2 separate regions of the Mus musculus genome follow, and region 1 is linked to region 2. A link is a contact called in public promoter capture Hi-C data. All regions are on one chromosome and are shown on one strand. Each heading gives the region's core, a stretch centred on a gene start, on an enhancer-like site or on the middle of the called end of the contact. The rest is flanking DNA. Distances are from core to core; before and after follow the strand shown.

Evidence for each region. Promoter capture Hi-C pulls out the DNA fragments that hold promoters and counts their contacts.
Region 1: a contact with region 2 is called in a promoter capture Hi-C map of liver, with 2.5 times the contacts expected there. The contact joins the promoter of Arf3 here to the promoter of Tfcp2 in region 2. A contact is called at or near these places in 2 of 39 promoter capture datasets (liver and pre-B cells).

What each region holds. Positions count from the first base shown.
Region 1 is chr15:98,760,983-98,767,900 of GRCm38.p6, forward strand. Arf3 (ADP-ribosylation factor 3) reads right to left here and starts at 2,136. Exons shown (of 5, transcript NM_007478.3): 1 at 1,998-2,136. LOC115488470 reads right to left here and starts at 1,064. Exons shown (of 1, transcript XM_030248862.1): 1 at 1-1,064. The coding sequence starts at 930. The coding sequence ends at 466.
Region 2 is chr15:100,547,907-100,554,111 of GRCm38.p6, forward strand. It overlaps Tfcp2 (transcription factor CP2), which reads right to left and starts at 4,102. Exons shown (of 16, transcript NM_033476.3): 1 at 4,004-4,102; 2 at 3,419-3,575. The coding sequence starts at 3,540.

The sequences.
Region 1 (6,918 bases), core at 886-3,385, 1.8 Mb before region 2:
TGAAACCTAAGTGCGAACAAGTAAGTTATCAAATGTATACAACAGGACAGCATGGGACAGCTCGGGACAGCACAGGCAGGAGGTGAGCCTGGCCCCATCTTGTCTGTCTCTACAACCCAGCTTCAATCACTGCGGCATCCCGCCTCTAAGCACACCGTTAGCCAAAGCACTGGTGTGCTCTGACTCACAGGCCTCTTGGTATCTACTTCCAAAGCTATGTGAGGAAGCAGATCCCAGTTTCTGTCAGCCACAGCCTCAACTTTAACAACCCTGGCTTTAAAGAAGTTTCTCCTTCTCATCAGTAGAGAACTCCTTCCCCTCGCTGCACTACCTCTTCCTTAAGCAGTAGCTAGAAACCTTGCGCAGTTCTATGCATTGCTATCCCGTGTTCTTACAAAAGCAAGATTCAAATCCAGCCTGTCTCAAAAAAGGAAGTAAGGGTCTGCCTCGGTTCCCAGGTCAACCTCAGCACTCCAGAGACAGCGGCAGGCAGCTGGTAGGTTGAGGCGAGCAAGGGCACTGCATCTCAAACAAACAAAGGAGTAAGGGAGGGGGAAAGGAAGGAGAGAAAGAAGGAAAACTGTGCAGGAGTGACTGTGTGACACCTGGGAGCCCTTTCCAGCTGCCTCCAAGGTCAGTGACTCCTTGTGTGAAAAGCTGAATGTAAGTGGATGGGCCTTTCTTAAAACGGCCTTTAACAATGTACTCAAGCGCAGGTCCAACATGCCAAAGGCCAACCCAATGGCCACTGCAGCACACAGTGGGGATACTATCCCCAAACAGGTCTAAGACAAAATGGCAGCAAAGACAGTTCCCTATCCCCCTGCCTGGGGTCACAGATGGAGGTATGCAGAGACTAGATTCTATCCTGTTGCAATGACTCAAGCAATCAGACTCCTGCAGCAGATCTCCTCCCAATAAAACTTTCATGCCATGGACCCAAGGGTGACCCAATGCAACAGTGGCAGAGACGGGTTTTACATTACCCGTCTCCCTAATGACCTCACTATTTTCTTCTTAGTCCTGACCACATACATAACCCTCCACTACATTCTTCCTGGCCCAGAGACCCTCTCCCCCCCCCCCAAAAAAAAAAACAAGTCTCTCCAAAGAGTTACGACTTAACTAAAGGACCCTGAGGTTTTAACAGGGAACTTCACCTCCCCACCTCCCCCTCCTTCCTTCAAAAAGGACTGGCATGCTAAGCAAAGGCTTCATTTTCTGTTCCGGGAATCCTGGTACTTCCTAGAGAAAGAAAGCGGATTGGAAGACACAAACTCAGGGCCAGTGACAAGCTGCTCCCTCCTTCGGTGACACCGCCCCCGCTCCGCCTGGGGGAGGAAGGCCCCACCTCTCTCCTCCGAGCTAGCTCAGGTCCCCCTCCCCCGTCTCCAGCCTCCTCTCCACCCTCTCCCCACCTGCTGCCCTCTTCCCAACACCCCAGAGCAGAGCGCCACCTCCGTGAGGACCGTGCGCAGCCAGCCGAGCCCCACCAGTAGGCCCTGATACTAAGCCCCGGCCCCCCACGCCTCGCGCTGGGTGAGGGAGGAGAATAACCACGGCACGGCACGGCTTTTCTTTGGTTCCCCCACAGCTCGGGCGGGGGAGGGAGAGAGAAAAGGCAGCGTTCCTCGCAGCCCTTTAAACCCAAGGAAAAGAGAGCCAAACAGCCACACCGCCCCCGCGTCCCCCTCCCACAGGTCAGCCTGCCTCCCCCTCGTCCCCAACCCTCCCAAGCTCACCTCTGCAGCCCAGGTCGCACCCTCGGGGGAGGCGGAGGACAAATCCGTGTGCGCCCCCCGCCCCCACCCCAGCTCGGCGTCCTTCGGCTGCGGGGACAGGAGTGGGGCTGGGGTCCCCAAGCTCAGCGAGGATCACCCCCCACACCAGCACCTCGCCCAGACGGTGCGAGCCGGACCGCGGCCGGGGGCCTCGGGCTCCCACCCGGACCCAGCCTCTTCCCTGCCCGGACCCGCCTTCCCTCCCCAGCTCCGAACCTGTTCCTGCTCCCTGCGCCGCGGCTGCCACCGCCGCCTCCGCCCCCGCAGGTTCCGCCCGGCTCTCCGGCCGCTGCCTCCCGCTCCGCAAGCCGACCCGACCGCGGTGAAGATGGTCCGCTGGCCCGCTCCCCGGCTCCCTCCTGCCCGCCCTCCACCTAGCACCGGAAGCCGCGACGGCGACAGGAGCTGTGCGGCGAACACCCACCCCCAGCCCGGGCTACTTCCCACCTCCACGATCGCGCGAGAAGTGCGCGGTAGCGAGCGGCAGTTCTCGCGAGACCCATCACCATGGCAGCGGCTGCAGCAAAAGCAGCCGGTGCTGAAGCTGAGCCTAGGCGGGGGCCTGTGTGGGGGCTGGAGGATCGGAAGGCACGGCGTGTAGAGGGGGCTGTGGGCACTGAGGTGAGGCTCCCGAGCAGAGCGAGCTCCGGGACCTTGCCACATCCTGGCTGCGCTGGCCACAGGGCTCGGACCAGGGAGTCTCCGGGGTTTCTTAAGCAGAGCCCATGTGGAGCATGGAGGATGAAAACGGTTGCTGTATCCTGCTCTAGTCCAGTCTTATTCCAAATAAACAGCGCATCACTCGCACCCCACCTGCTAATCCGCTCTGCTCCCTAGTTCCTAAGGATGCTTTCTCTGAGATCCTTTCCCATAAAGGAAGAGGAGAAAGAACGATGCATTCCAGATACTAGAGGAAACATCTGGATGGGGTCGTCTAGGAGGTTGAGGCTGAAAGGCAGAGGGCAGAAACTCAGAGGCGGCTCTCATGAAGTCTCTCTAGATGAGTCTGGATTTTAGTATCCCCAGGAAAGCGCACCCAGGACCCCGCCTTCCTTCCCTGACACTCATCTTTTGACATGATGGAGACACTGCCTGAGACTCTAGCCACAAGCTATGTTAGAATCTGAGCTAGAAGGGTCCTCGCCAGAAACGGGTGCTCTTACCCACTGAGCCATCTCACCAGCCCCCACTGCGTTCTTTAAATGCATCAAGTATAAGAGCTTGGTGCAGCGTTATAACTCTTCTCTCCCTCCAAAACATAGGCTGGGAACAGAATCTATCTCTTGTCACATCTGTCTCTGGTTTATACCTTTATACCAGTTTGTCTTCTCTTGTTTACCTCAAAAATTACAGGACTGGCTGGGGGCGGTGGTGGCACAAGCTTTTAATCCCAGCACTGGAGACTAGGGTGCAGAGGCAGGTGGATGTCTGTGAGTTAAAGGTCAGTCTGATTTACAGAGCAGGCTCCAGAACAGCCAGAGATGGTTAACGAAGAGATGGACAGCAAGGAACTTGCTTATAACGAAGAGAATTATATTTGTCCCCACTCAGGACTCAATGCTGTTGAGAGCCTTTGTTAAGCTCTGGTTTTTGCTCGTTTTTCCCTCCATTTATTAACTCTGTGTGTGTGTGCTTGTATGAGAGATTGCGGGTGCACTTGTGCTCTAGCAAGATGTGGAGGTTAGAGAGGACACCTTTTGGGAGTCGCTGTTCTTGACTTTTTTCCCTCGTTGGGCCAGGATCTCTGGTTTCTGCTGCTGCAGTGCACACTCTAGGCTAGCTCTGTGTGATTCTCCTGGCATCATCCCCCATCTTACTTTAGGAATGCTTTCATTACACCACAGGCATTCAGCTTTAAAATATATATATTTGTTATTGTTGTGTTTGAGACAGGGGCTCACTATGTAGCCCCACCTGGCCTGGAATTCACTTTATAGACCAAGTTGGCATTGAACTCAAATACGATCTGCCTGCCTCTGCCTCCTGAGTGCTTAGATTAAAGGTATTTGTCACACATCCAGCCAAATGGATTTATTTTTAACTGTACCTACGCACATACGTCTCTGTGTGTGAGTAGGTGCCTGTAAGTGTGGATATCTACTACAGGGAGAAAAAAATGTAACATTCTCTGGAGACAAAGTTACAAGCAGTTGTTCCACGTGGTGCTGGGAGCCAGGTCCTCTAGGCAAGAGAGGTCAGTAAGAGCCTGATCGCCCTCCACCTATTACAACAGGCTCTGGGGAACAAGCTCGGGCCAAGCTTGTCTTGCTAGTACTTTTAATGGCTGAACTATCTCCCTAGCCCATATCCTGGGTTCTTAAAGGCAAGAGACTCCCCAAAATATAGTTACTGTGCTAGGTAGTTTTATGTCAGCTGGACTCCGGTTACAGAGTCCTGCAGGAAGAGAGAACCTCAATTAAGAAAATGTCTTGCTCTATCAGCTCGGGCTGGAAGCAGGCCTGGGGGACATTTTCTTTGAGTGATAGTTTGAGAAAGCCAAGCTCACTGTAGGAGGTGTCACCCCTGGGTTGTATGTTGTATAAGAAATCAGGCTGAGCAAGCCTATGTATAAGCAGCAATCTTCCGTGGCCTCTGCTTCTGTTTCTGCCTCCAGGTTCCTACCCTGAGTTCCAACTCAGTGATGAACTATAATAAACCCTTTCTTCCTCAGGTTGCATTTGGACAGTAGGCGTGAGATGTTGCTGTCACAGACCTGACCTTGTGTTTTGGGGAGGATTGTGGTGGCATCTGAACTCTGGGCTGGGAAAGCCGTTGTGTGCTCAGAGTTCCGTGGGTTGCTGTGGGGACTTAGAAGATAATGCCAAGAGCAGTGCAGACGACAGAGGCCTGACTTGGGAAGTTACAGGGAGAAATTGGAAAGTCCCTTAAAGAGTCTAAGTCTCATATTTTGAATTAAGAGCCGCTAAAGTGCACATGTGGTGGCTCACACCTTTAATCCCAGGACTCTGGGGGGTAGAGGCAGATGGATTGCTGTGAGTTCACAGCCAGAGTGATCAACATAGTAAGTTCCAGGCCAGCCAGGGCTATATAGAGGGACCCCAGCCAATAATAATAAAAAAACAAAACAACAACAACAACAACAAAAAAAGAACAACTAAAGTGAAACTTTTACTTTACTTAATTGATACTGGACAGCTGGGGCTGAAGAATCAGCTGTGATTAAGGAAAGAGCAGTCCAGGGTGGTGGCACAGGCCTTTAATCCCAGCACTTGGGAAGCAGAGCCAGGTGGACCTCTGACTTTGAGGCCAGTCTGGTCTACTGTCACCACATGGCAAGGTCAGGGGGGGGGGGAGGAGGGGGGAGAGGAGGAGAACACAATCCAGCTGCAGCAGAGACCCAGCCTTTTGGAGATGCCAGCACCGTGGGACAACTGCCAAGGACAGAAGAAACTGTGGAATAGCGCTGCCCTGGGCCCAGGAGACAAGCTGGCAGAGTTGAGGCCACAGAGCACTTTGAGGCCCAAAGAACCATGAGGAGGCCCCAGCGCTGGCCTTTTTACCGGGCTGGACTCTGGTTTTGCTTTGCTTTGTTTGTGATTGTCCTGGTTTCTCCTTTTTGAAGCAATAACGTATGTAGCTTTTTTTTTTTTTTTTTTTTTATTTCACAGGACTCCACGCTTAAGAAACTTCAGAATTTTACAGCGATTTTGAATGTTTTAGAAAAACATTGAACTTTAAAAGAGACTTCAGGGCTGGTGAGATGGCTCAGTGGGTAAGAGCACTGGACTGCTCTTCCGAAGGTCCAGAGTTCAAATCCCAGCAACCACATGGTGGCTCACAACCATCCGTAATGAGATCTGACTCCCTCTTCTGGAGTATCTGAAGACAGCTACAGTGTACTTACATATAATCAATAAATAAATCTTAAAAAAAAAAAAGAGAGACTTCAGATGTTTCTAAAAGGACCGGGTTTCTTTATACGTTTGAATTTGTAACAAATATGGGAAACATCAGCATTGGAATGTTTTATATCATTATAACATGCCATGTTGAGGGTAACTGAGAAAGGAAAGGGTCTAGTTGAATAGTGATGTGTTTGTGTGTCATATTGACAAGAGGTCAACTGTACTGGCTAGTTGATGACAACTTGATAGAAGTTACAATCATTTGGGAAGAGGAAGCCCCAATCAAGAAATGACCTCACCAGATTGTGAGCCAACCTGCAAGGCATTTCTCTCGATTGATGATTGGCATGGAAGGGCCAAGGTCACTGTGGGCGGCACGACCTTTGAATTTTATGAAGCAGGTGAGGGCTGACTAGTCACTCAGAGGCTAAGGGGCCAGGCAGCTTTTTCCCAAGGACCTGGTTTGATTCACAGCATCCATATGGTGGCAGGCAACTGTCTGTGACTCTAGTCCCAGGCCCCATTCAGGCCTCTATGGACACTGTGTGTAGTATGTATGTGGTACACAAGCATACATGCAGGCAAAATACTCATGCAAATAAAAATAAGTTCAATACCAGGGGAAAATATCAGGAAAGCAAGCTGAGCCAGCTACGGTGGTGCACTGTCAGTCCCAGCACTCAGGAGGCAGAGCCAGGTGGATTTCTTTGAATTTGAGGCCAGGCTGGTCTACATAGCAAGTTCTAGGACAGTAGCCAGGCTTCCACAGAAAAGACCATTTATCCAAAAAAAAAAAAAAAAAAAAAAAAAAAAGCCATGGGGAACAGGCCTCTGGGTAGCACTCCTCCATGGCCTCTGCTTCAGTTCCAGCCTCCAGGTTCCTATCCTGACTTCCTGTCCTGACATCCTTCAGTGACTATAGAATCTGTGAGGTGAAGTTAACCCTTTCCTCCTCAGCTTGTTTTTGGTCACAGTGTTTATCTCAGCAATAGAAACCTTAAGAACATTATAAGCCGGGCGTGGTGGCGCACGCCTTTAATCCCAGCACTCGGGAGGCAGAGGCAGGCGGATTTCTGAGTTCGAGGACAGCCTGGTCTACAAAGTGAGCTCCAGGACAGCCAGGGCTACACAGAGAAACCCTGTCTCAAAAAACAAACAAACAAAAAAAAGACCATTATGCATTCCTGCGGCTCTGACATGTGCTCTGACATGCCTTTAGTGTGATTGTTAACGTCTCCACTTCTCGCCTAAAACTTTGTGATAACCCTCCA
Region 2 (6,205 bases), core at 2,852-5,351:
GTGTTTATGTGTCATGTTGATAAGGGGTCAATTGTACTGGCTAGTTTTGTGTCAACTTGACACAGCTGGAGTTATCACAGAGAAAGGAGCTTCAGTTGAGGAAATGCCTCCATGAGATCCAACTGTAAGGCATTTTCTCAATTAGTGATCAAGGGGAAAAGGCCCCTTGTGGGTAGGACCATCTCTGGGCTGGTAGTCTTGGGTTCTGTAAGAGAGCAGGCTGAGCAAGCCAGGGGAGGCAAACCAGTAAAGAACATCCCTCCATGGCCTCTGCATCAGCTCCTGCTTTCTGACTTGCTTGAGTTCCAGTCCTGACCTCCTTTGGTGATGAACAGCAGTATGGAAATGTAAGCCGAATAAACCCTTTCCTCCCCAACTTGCTTCTTCGTCATGATGTTTGTGCAGGAATAGAAACCCTACGACAGGTACCTTTGGTAAAGAAGATTCAAGAGAAAACATGTTTAGATGAGAAAGGACATCTCATGTGTGCATATGTGCGAAGGCAGAGGGGTGTGTCCTGCTCTACCACTGTCTTATCCTTTGAGACAGGATCTTCTCGCTGAACCATTTCTCCAGATAGGCATGCTAGGCCATGAAGCATGGGGATCCTAGGGTGAAAAGTGCACAGGGCAGCTATTGTGGAGTAAGGCGTACACGGGGCAGCTACTGTGGAGTAAGGCGTACACGGGGCAGCTATTCCTGGCTTTTTCATGGGGTTGCTGGGATTCAAACTGAGATGTTCTTGTGTGGTATGTGCTTATAAGGCAGGTCCACTGGGAATCTTCCCAGACCTAAAAAGGGATTTTATTTATTTAGGGTTTTTTTGTTTGTTTGTTTATTTTGAGACAGTTTCTATGTGTAGCCCTGGCTGTCCTGCAACTCACTCTGTAGACCAGGCTGGCCTCGAACTTAGAGAGACAAACCTGCCTTTGCCTCCTGAGTGCTAGGATTAAAGACACGTGTCACCATCACTGGCAAAAAGATTTTAGATCATAATTTGGTCCTCAGGATTTTTCAAAATAGAAAAAATAGAAGTCAGGACACAATCAAGCTTAAGCACATCACAAAAAGTCTATTTAACTTTTTTTTTTATAAAAGACTATATAAAAGATAAACTGTAAAGATTTTGTGTGTGTGTGTGTATGTGTGTGTTTGCGCGCGCGCATGCATGTATGCTATATTGGCTGTATTGCTATGTGGTCTGATGTCCCAAGTAACAACACCCTCTATTCCAGATTTCAAACAAATTGTCTCCAAGCTTGAGCTTCCTCATGCTCTCCTTAAGTTGGATAGGTTGAGACTTTTGCTCCCTGCATACGTAGGGTCTGCATCACTATCCAACACCAAAGTAGTTCTAGAAAACAGGTTTTTAGCCTTAAGAGTCTCAAGGGGGGAGGGGGGGCTGGCGAGATGGCTCAGTGGTTGAGAGCGCCCACTGCTCTTCCAAAGGTCCCGAGTTCAAATCCCAGCAACCACATGGTGGCTCATAACCATCCGTAACGAAATCTGATGCCCTCTTCTGGAGTATCTGAGAACAGCTACAGTGTACTTATTTATAATAAATAAATAATCTTAAAAATAATTTTAAAAAAGTCTCAAAGGGGAAATTACAACAGGAGAGAAAGACAATAAAACTTATAGGAAAATGGGAAGGAAAAAGGAGTGTGGCTAAAGAATCAATTAGTTGATGATTCAAGGTCCTTGCCACCAAGACTGTGAGAGTCTGAGTTCCATCCTAGAATCCACACAGTGGAAGGACAAAAATCAATTCCTGAACGCTGCCCCTTGACCTCCACAAATGCCATGGGGCGCAGGTGTGCACACACACACACACACACACACACATAAATGGAAGGGGAAAATTCCAACACAAGTAACTATATTTTATCTGAAGACTATCAACAAAGAAATAAAATTCCTTTATCTAGAGAAGAAAGCTAAAATGGCAATGATCCACGTTAGAACCCAAGCCCATGTCACCTTCAAACATAGTCGTCCCACTTTCTCAGGTATTTTCTGCCAATCGCCAAAACAAGGCTAAATTTTTGTTGACAGTTAAAAAACATTTTAATTTCTGAAACTTTTGGGACCTAAGAGGAATCCCATGCATGATCCAAGGCCTGTTATAAGGTTTCTTAAAAATTCTGTCAAGTACAACTTCAGGCGCCTTCAAAAACACTAAATATAGTTACTGTAAAGACAGCGATGATCCCTTTGAGAAGCCTGAACCCCACTCCCTGGTGTGCCTTTCTTTCCTGCGCACACCTCATTTTGCCTTAGACCCCATGGTTGTTGAAGACCTTTAAATAAACTCCAACTCTGCTTCACAGTAACTTATCCTGAATTCTTTCTCTGTGGCACAGTCAAAAATCCAGCTTTAGGCTGGGCTGTGGTGATTCACACCTTTGATCTCAGCGCTTGGGAGGCGGAGGCAGGCAGATCTCTGAGTTCCAGGCCAACCTGGGCTACATAGAGAAACCCTGTCTCAAAAAAATAAATAAATAATAAAAAAAATTCCAGCTTTCCCTAAGCTGTGATTCCTGAGAGGAAGAAAACTCCCAGCAGTGGGGGGCAGTGTTTCCCACCCATCTTCCCTAACAAAAGGATATTTCTGCCTGATGCATAGGTGCTTAGGAACATCAAAAAGTTATCGGTGCCATTTTTTACTATGTAGCCAAACATGGTCTTGAGCTCCTAATCCCCCTCTTGCTGAGTGCTGGGTGCTGGTATTTCAGTTGTGCACTAGTACTCTCGTCTTTCTTTTGTCTTTTTGTTGTTGTTGTTGGGGTTTTTTTTGTTGTTGTTGTTTTTTCAAGACAGGGTTTCTCTGTGTAGTCCTGGCTGTCCTGGAACTCACTCTGTAGACCAGGCTGGCCTCGAACTCAGAAATCCGCCTGCCTCTGCCTCCCGAGTGCTGGGATCAAAGGCGTGCGCCTCTTTGTCACTTTTTAGACATTCTCAGCTCAAGTTTCCAAAGACAGGAACCCTGGAAGAAAACCTTAAAACAAGTCTGTTGTAAGAGACAGCTGTCTGTGGACTTCTTGTCCAAGGTATCCCATCTCTTCCCAACAAGTCGTCAACCTTGAACCTCAGTTCCCAGCTGCCGGACTTCTTTAGATATCCCTCAACTGCCCCTTCTTCACGTGAATCCAGACATACCCAAGCATACAGTCAGTGTCCAAGTCTCCTACACCATCTGGATGCAAGGGCCCTACAGAGTTGACTCTAGAGTCTTTCCTGTCCTCCCATACCACTACTACTCAAACCAGAGGATGGGGGAGGTAGGGAGGTGTAAGGGGGGGGGTAATCTGCCCACCAAGCTGCAGGCTGTTCTCTTAAACTGTACAGCCGCCCTCCCACCTTTCAAGATCCTGCCTTTGTTATTAAGAAGGTAAGGTCTGGGAGGCATCTCACTCACCTCATACTATAAGCACCAGCACCCAGTTCCTGGCCAATGCCGGACAGGCTAGCATCAAAGTCCTGCACAAGCCCCGACTCGATCACTTCGTCGGCTAGCGGCAGCTTCAGAGCCCAGGCCATCCCGGCTCCTTCCTTGCCCCAACAGGCGCCGGCTCCTGTACAAAGGCGCGGAGCGTAACTCTACCCGGCAGACAGCACAGTGGAAGTCAGCTACAAACCCAGCTCCTCGCGCAGCGCCCCAAGCCTGACCTACGGGCTGCACCCTGGCTACTCCTCGGGAGCCCCGGTGACAGGAATCCCTCCCGTTCGGCTCTCGGGATCGTGAGGCACCAGGTCCCGCCGGAGCTCAGCCGGACTCGGGCTCTCTGAAGCCCACCGGTCGGTCGCTCGGCGTCCTCCGCTCAGCCTCAAAGCGGAGACGCGCAGGACACCGGGCGCTCCGAGCGTCCCCTCCGCCCCCCTAGGTGGAAAGCTCCTCCCTCCGGGCATCCGCACTTTCCCTCAGGCCTCGCTTCCGGTCAACCAGATAACTTCCGGTCACCGATTCTTCTCCCCGCCCCCCCACTCCGCTCTCAGCACAAACCCAGGGTTCCTCCGAGCCGTCCCCACACCCTCCTTAGCCACCACGACCGCCTGGAAGCGTGGACAGCGAAAGTTCGGCGCAGACTCGAAGCGCAAACCCGCCCCCAGCGCCAACCAATCAGGACGTCCGCTACGGCCATGGCGCAACGTCACCATCCATCTACCAATGAAGAAGAGACTGGTTCTGTCTTCGCAGCGGTGATAGGCTATCGACGCGAAGGCTTCCGCCCCCGGAGTAGTGGGCGGGCTCAGTGCTTAGGCGTGAACCCGGGTCGCAGGCTCTCGGTCCTGACAGTAGAGCAGAACTGCGGTTCTATCTTTCCGCTTCCCGCTCCCATTCCCGGAGGGACTTTCGTTCCCGTGTGTCCAGTCCTAAACTCTCCCCATTTGCCTTCCCTTATCTTCACCCTTCTCCCTAAGGCATTCGCGCAGGAAACAGGGAAAACTATTGGGGTTTTTGTTGATGTTCAGACGGGGTCTTTAGGTAACTTTAGCTGACCCAGAACTGAGAGATCCACACCCCCAGCCTGAGTGCTAGGATCAAAAGCGTGCACACTACACCTTGCTTGTTGTTTTGTTTCTGTTTGGTTGGTTCTTTGATGTTTTGTTTTTGTTTGTTTTAGGCAATGATGAATGAGTGTTGGGGAAAAATCTGCAGAGCAAAGTCAGAGCTGGCATCTTTATTTATAGTATGATAACTTAAGAGTATTCTCCAAGAGATTGAATTTACTAAACTGTAAATCAAGAACAACCATAGCCAGGCATAGTGGTTCATGCCTTTGATCCCAGCACTCCAGAGACAGAGGCAGGCAGATCTGATTTCCAGGTGAGCCAGGGCTAGATAATGAAGACCCTGGAGCAGGAGGTGAAATCATACCTCCTCCACCTTGCTCCTGAGGATTAATTACGGCCATTTTTAAAATTAAGCACGGGCAAAATACCTGTATGCTATGAACAGTATTGCAGAAGTCCTCAAGACAGGGTTGTAATCCCTTCCTAAAAGGGCATTGTGTGTTCCTAAAAACCTAGCACTCAGTAGGCTGAGGCAGAAGGATCTCCACAAGTTCAAGAACAGTCTAGACTACATAGCAATTTCCATAACAGCCAGGTCTACCTAGCATCTCTAGTCATTGTTTGCTCGTTTGTTGAGACAGGGTTCTTTTTGTCGCCTGGGCTGTCTTGGAACTCTGTATACCACTAGGGTCCTTAGGTCACCAGACTGGCCTTGAAGTCAAAAGATCTGCCTGCCTCTGCCTCCCATCTTAAAAAAAAAAAAATTCTAAAGGTAAATGTCACTTATTTTACCAAACAGAAAGGTAAGGCTAGAACTAAATTGTCATGATAAACATGCCTCTGCCGGCCAAAGACATCCCCTGTCTGTGGAAGTGTGCTTCGTTCTGTATGCCAACACAATATCCTTATAGTCTGCTTTGACTTAGATTTGTATATAACTACTTCTCCCACTGAGTTTCTACCTCAGGAGAGATAGGGAAATGACTTGGTATGGTGGCTTACATCTTTAATCCCTGAATCTAGGAGGCAGACACAGGAGAATCTGTGGGGTTTAAGGCCAGCCTGGTCTACAAGGGCTCCATAGATGCTGTGTTAAAGAAGAACAGGTAAAAGGCCCGGCCTTGTAGCATATTCCTGTAATTCCAGCACTGAGGAAATGAGGCGTAAGGATCATGAGTGCTTGCAAGGCCAGCCTGGGCTGAATAGGAAGCTGGTGACTAGCCCACAATCTAGAGTGAGACCCTGTCTCCAAAAGAAGAAAGAAAGAAAAAGAAAGGGGCAAAGGCTGGAGAGATGGCTAAGTGGTTAAGAACAAAAACTGAGTATGGCCGTAGTGGCACACACACCTTTAATCACAGCACATGGGAGACAGAGGCAGGTGGGTCTGAGTTCAAGACCAACCTGGTCTACAGAGCAAGTTCCAGGACAGCCAATGACACACAGAGAAATACTGTTGGCATATTTGTTTAGCAAGTTTACTGGGTTCTTATATCTACCATCCTTTCAACCCTTATTCCACCCTAATTCCTTCCAATCCCCCAACATGAGGTAGAAGATAAAGAAGATTAGAGGAGGAAGGGAGCATAGACCTCTTTAGTTTACTTCCTGCTGATTAGGGGCATCCAGTTCCTTGGGGCAAGGCCAATCTCCATTGTTAGAATATCCAGTAATCCAGCAATTCAGCAATAGC